2 separate regions of the Arachis hypogaea genome follow, and region 1 is linked to region 2. A link is a contact called in public Hi-C data. All regions are on one chromosome and are shown on one strand. Each heading gives the region's core, a stretch centred on a gene start, on an enhancer-like site or on the middle of the called end of the contact. The rest is flanking DNA. Distances are from core to core; before and after follow the strand shown.

Region 1 (2,856 bases), core at 229-2,728, 340 kb before region 2:
CGTTGAGAGCCGCAACCACCACCGCGTCCTGTTTCGTCACCGAGCTCGCCTCCTCGTTGGTCGTCGCCGAGCTCGCCTCCTCGTTGGTCGTCGCCGAGCTCGCCTCCTCGTTGGTCGTCGCCGCCGGTAAGACTCTGTTCGTGTTTGGTTATTCACTTAGTCCTCCTCGCTGCTTCTGATTTTTTGTGCTTGATTATATGATTTATTTGTTATCTGTTCATGATTTTGTTTGATGGCGTCATTATTTGTTTGTTTGCTGGCTTCATGATTCTGAGGTTATTTGTTCATGAATTTGTTTGCTGGCTTTATGAATTTGTTTGTTGCTTCATAAATTTGTTTGCTGCTTTATTTGTTCGATTTTGATTTTGATTTTTCATTTTCTGAGGTTATTTGCTTGTTTGCTGGCTTCATGATTTGTTTGTTTGCTGGCTTCATGATTCCGAGGTTATTTGTTCATGAATTTGTTTGCTGCTTCATGAATTTGTTTGCTGCTTTATTTGTTCGATTTTGATTTTGATTTTTCATTTTCTGAGGTTAGTTGTTTGTTTGCTGGCTTCGTGAATTTGTTTGCTGCTTCATGAATTTGTTTGCTGCTTTATTTGTTCGATTTTGATTTTGATTTTTCATTTTCTGAGGTTAGTTGTTTGTTTGCTGGCTTCATGAATTTGTTTGTTGCTTCATGATTTTGGTTGCTGAATTATTTATTTGTTCATGGTTTTCTGAAGTTATTTTTTAGTCTTTGATTTTCTGATTGTTACATATGGAACAATCACAAAGTAACCCATAGCCACAAGATAATGCTGTTCAAGATTCTCAAACTGGTTCATCTAGAGGTAAACTTTGATGTTTGAAGTTGTTTGTGAACTTCTAATATTAAGTAATGGATAATTTATTATGTGAAATTTTAAGTTTTAATAAGTTAAAAATTATTGAATTTATATATTTAAAATTATTTTTAGATTTTTTAATAATTTTATTTAATATTTAATTAAACCGGTTGAACCCCGATTGAACCCCGGTCGAACCAATGAACCATTGAACCAGTGACCTCACCGGTTTATTGACCGATCCGGTTCTCGCAACTTTGGTTATAACTTAACATAGTTAGGATCTGAATTAGTTATATTAATTAGTTAGACTAGATACAGAGTTTGTTAGTTAGACCATCACCTTGTATGCATATATATACAATTGAGTCAATTTGGAATCTTTCACAATCAATAACAACTAAGTTCACTCTCTCACTATTCACAGTATTCAACATGGTATCAGAAGCAATTTTTTCTTGAACCTTCCACTCTTCTCTCCTTTCTTCTTCTCCTTCTTTCCCTCTTCTCTCTTCCTCTTTCCTTGACTCATATAACTGAGTTTGATGAGAATGTGCGTATTTCACCTCTGTTCTTGGTAGAAACAGTGATTTCAATCAACGAGACTTGGAAAGAAGCGTCATTTTGTGCTTTCTCTAATTCCACCAACCATGGCACAACCAGCCTCATCTTCATCTGCAGTTTCTTCAACTTCATCAATGGCTGTGGATCCTTATAACCTCTCTCCCGCTGATCAACCCGGTCTGATCTTGGTCACTCAACAACTCGTTGAGGACAACTATCATTCTTGGAGTCGCGCGATGCAGAAAGCCCTAAATTCTAAACGAAAGCTTGGTTTCATCACTGGATCGGTGCCTAAACCAGATCCAATTACTGAACCAGAGAAATTTGAGAACTGGCAGTGCGTGAATGATGTAATAAGCACATGGATTTTGAATTCTGTTACAAAAGAAATTGCTACCTCTCTCGTATACACAGATTCTGCAGCAAAATTGTGGAACAATTTTAAGGAGCGTTTTCAACATGGAAATGGCCCTCGCGTGTTTGAATTGAAGCGCGACTTGATGAATCTTCGACATGGTGCCATGTCTGTGTCACAATACTTCACAAGAATCAAGGTTCTTTGGGAAGAATTAAACTCATATCGCCCGGTGCAATGCAATTGCGGTGATGCACGCGCCATGCAAGAGTTTCTTCAAGCTGGGTATATCCACTGTTTCCTCATGGGATTGGATGAATCTTTTTCACAGATTCGCGGGAAAATCTTGCTCTTGGAACCTCTTCCCACAATTAATAAAGTCCTTTCTCTTGTAACACAAGAAGAAAAACATAGGGCAATAATAGGAGCTTCACTCAATTTTGCTTCCCAGAATCAAGTAGCCTTTCTGGCGAGAAATCAGCAACCACCACAATCTCAAGGTCGCGGCAGAGGCATGGTGAAGAAAGATAGACCCCTTTGCTCGCACTGTGGAATTCTTGGGCACACTATCGACAAATGTTACAAAATTCACGGTTACCCTCCAAATTTTGGCAAAGGAAGGAACATGAAGCCTTCGATTCATCATGTCTCCACATCTCAATCCACTTCAGATGCACAAATCAGCCCAAATTTAGCTCCAACACAAGTTCAACAGCTCCTAACCTTGCTGAATGATCACAAGATCTAAGATATTTCATCAAATTAATCAACAGAAGTTTCAACTCCAGCAGGTATCGTTCTCAACGCATCCATGTTAAGGTCAAATTTACCTCATAATTCTTGGATTTTGGATAGTGATGCCACCATTCACATTGCTTGTGATTTATCTCTGTTCACCTCAATACACACTTCAAAAACTTTTTCTGTCTCTCCACCTAATGGTGACATTTTCTCTGCCAATTTCATAGGTTCAGTTACTCTCAATAAGCATTTATCTCTCCAAAATGTGCTTTATGTCCCTGAGTTTCGTGTCAATTTACTTTCAGTTTCAGCCTTTCTTGCTAACTCCACAATCACTATCACTATTGGTTTTAATTACTTCACTATTCA
Region 2 (2,700 bases), core at 200-2,699:
TCCCCACTTTTCCATACACTAAGCATGGCCCAAGATTTGGGGACTTGTCCAATATTAGGCCCATTAAGCCCAAAACTTGCATTTTCCCATTTGAAAGTAGCTACCCATGTTCCCAAACTAAGCTTATTCCTAAGCACATTTTGAATGTCACTAGGGAAAAATTCAGTGGTCCCCATGAATCTTCTATAAAGAGACTCAGCTTTGTCAATGTTGACTTTAGCAATGTCAATGTTGGAAGAGATTCTAAATGAGTGGTGATTGTTGACAGGGTTCACAAGTATAGCTGGGGTCCTAAACTTGGTGTAACCAAATTTGTTCATGAAGAGGCTTATTGATGCATGGTTTTCTTTCTCTGTGGCCACGTATGCATAGTCCACATCATTGGAATTGAACCATTCTTCTAGCCTTTGGATTAGGCTTGAACCAATGCCTTTTCTCCTAGTTTGTGGGGCTACCCTTAGGCCTAGGACATAGCCAACCTTTGCAATACCCTTTGGCGGATGACACTCTAGTGTTACCACTTTTATAGAGCCTTGAATGAAACCAACCAATTCATTGTCCATCTCTGCCACCTATCACCAAATTGGCCTGTGAGTGTAATAGTACAACACATGATGATCAAAAAACGAATTAATGAAGGAAAAAATTGCTTTTTTCCATTGAATTAAAGAGAAAAGAGAGTGAGAAAATGGTTCAATACGATTAATTAGGAAGTTATTAATGACATATAATTATATATATTAGTCATGTTACTTGTACATCAAAATCAATCGTTAAGATCAGTCATCAGTGTATAATACATATTAAAATACAAAATACATATTAAAATTAAATTAAATTACACGTATATTTATACACAAATACATAACGACTAATTTTGATAGCTAATTTTAGTGTGCACATAGAATTTTTGTATATACACTATACTAATCAATACAGTTACATGTTAACAGTTATCTCAAAACGGAGAGAATAATATAATGTATAGTGTATAGTTTATATACCAGCATGATGTACATGGGGCTGTTCCGGATCCTACTGATGGGGTCACCCATGGAGTCTAGCATGGTTTCTGATGGACCTACCTTGCACCTTCTTTCAAGATCTTCAACCTGGGCTCTATCAGATTGACCCTCATAGCTTCTGATTATGAATTCCTTGAATTCCATATTCAAGAAAAAGAAAAAGGGTGTCCCTTATTATTTGAAGGAGGTATATATATGTTGTGTTATTATGGTGAATGATGAAGAAAAACAAGTGGACAAGTGAAAAGGGGAAGCTCAAAGCTAAAGAAGGGAGAGCAAATAATCAACATGTGGCAGTGGCATGATGAGTGAAAGAGTGCAATTAAGAAGTAGTACTGTAGTAGTACAACTACCACATGAGGAATGCTTTGCATAATACATCATCATAATGAACAAATATTTATATATATACATGCAAGGGGGCTTGAAATAGTAAAAAAAAAAAGTTGGAATAATTGATGCAATCGAAGAGGAATGACTTCAATTTTTTTATATTTTAATATGAGACTTATTTTAGTATATAATATGTACATATTTTTATGCAACGGCATATTATATCGGACAAAAAAAATTATCTACTTATTAATTTTGCAGGAATATATATTAAATACAAAAATATCATGTATTCACATTTATAATTAAATTTATAAATATAATCAAATAAAATTAAATTTCATAAATAATATAATAAAAAGTTATATTTATAATCAAATATACGAAAGCCAATCAGTTATAACTCAAATGGCATAGTCTTCTTATACTCAATTAAGAGGTTACGGGTTCGAGTCTCCTATCTTTGATAAAAAAAAATTAAATATACGAAAAAAAAGTATAAGAATATAGTGACGACTAATTTTTAGTGTTTATTAAAGTTTGATTATAGATTGTGAATAAGTTTGATTATTATGAAGTAAAAATTTTGATTATTTTACTATAAGATATTTGGTTGTTTGGCTACGTACTTTATTAAAAATCTCATCATAATAATTAATTTGGTAATTGTCTTTTTGTATTTATTGAGTATTCTTTTTTATTTTCATAAATACTAAAAAATGTTTAAAAATACATCTTAATTTTTGTATTATAATTAGTGTCGAACAAACAATGTTCTTATTTAAAAAAATTGAAAGGATATAGACAATAGAAATAGAACTTGGGGGAATGTTCTTTATGAGTGTGTGATATCTATAACGTATGCTTCAATATTAATAGAAGACAAAACTTTGATAAATAATAGAATGTGTTTTGTTGTCTCTAGCTTTTTGGTGTATGTCCACTACACCACCCTTATATAAATGCATAGCTTGATTAAGCTTTAGATAAAATCTTACATTTTAATATTTTTATATCATAAAGTTAGGTTTAATTAAGCTTAGGCTCAATGGACGTGCGCCACGGTGCACGCCTAAGGACATGCTTTTTTGTCTTTGCCCTAAATCCATACCCAATTGGTGATGAGATTCTCTACAAAAGTTTATTAGCATGAACTTGGAAAAACTAAAATTTAATATTATTGTTACATTACAGTCCAAACTAAATTAATTAATTTTTTTTATTTTTCACAGTATTTTTCAGTCTTAACGTATTAAAAATTAATCCGTCTCAAATTAAAATCACACGTGAAAATTTGTCATTAACAATTGAGTTACTATATACAAGACAAAATTTAAAATTT

Evidence for each region. Hi-C and Micro-C count contacts between places; a contact is called where the count stands out from the background.
Region 1: a contact with region 2 is called in a Hi-C map of leaf, with 4 times the contacts expected there. The contact joins the promoter of LOC140180540 here to the promoter of LOC112762542 in region 2. A contact is called at or near these places in 4 of 8 Hi-C or Micro-C datasets (all in leaf).

Annotation. Positions count from the first base shown.
Region 1 is chr17:26,696,908-26,699,763 of arahy.Tifrunner.gnm2.J5K5, reverse strand. It overlaps LOC140180540, which reads left to right and starts at 1,478. Exons shown (of 1, transcript XM_072221763.1): 1 at 1,478-2,494. The coding sequence starts at 1,478. The coding sequence ends at 2,494.
Region 2 is chr17:26,360,491-26,363,190 of arahy.Tifrunner.gnm2.J5K5, reverse strand. LOC112762542 (probable N-acetyltransferase HLS1) reads right to left here and starts at 1,449. Exons shown (of 2, transcript XM_025808411.3): 1 at 1,005-1,449; 2 at 1-588. The coding sequence starts at 563.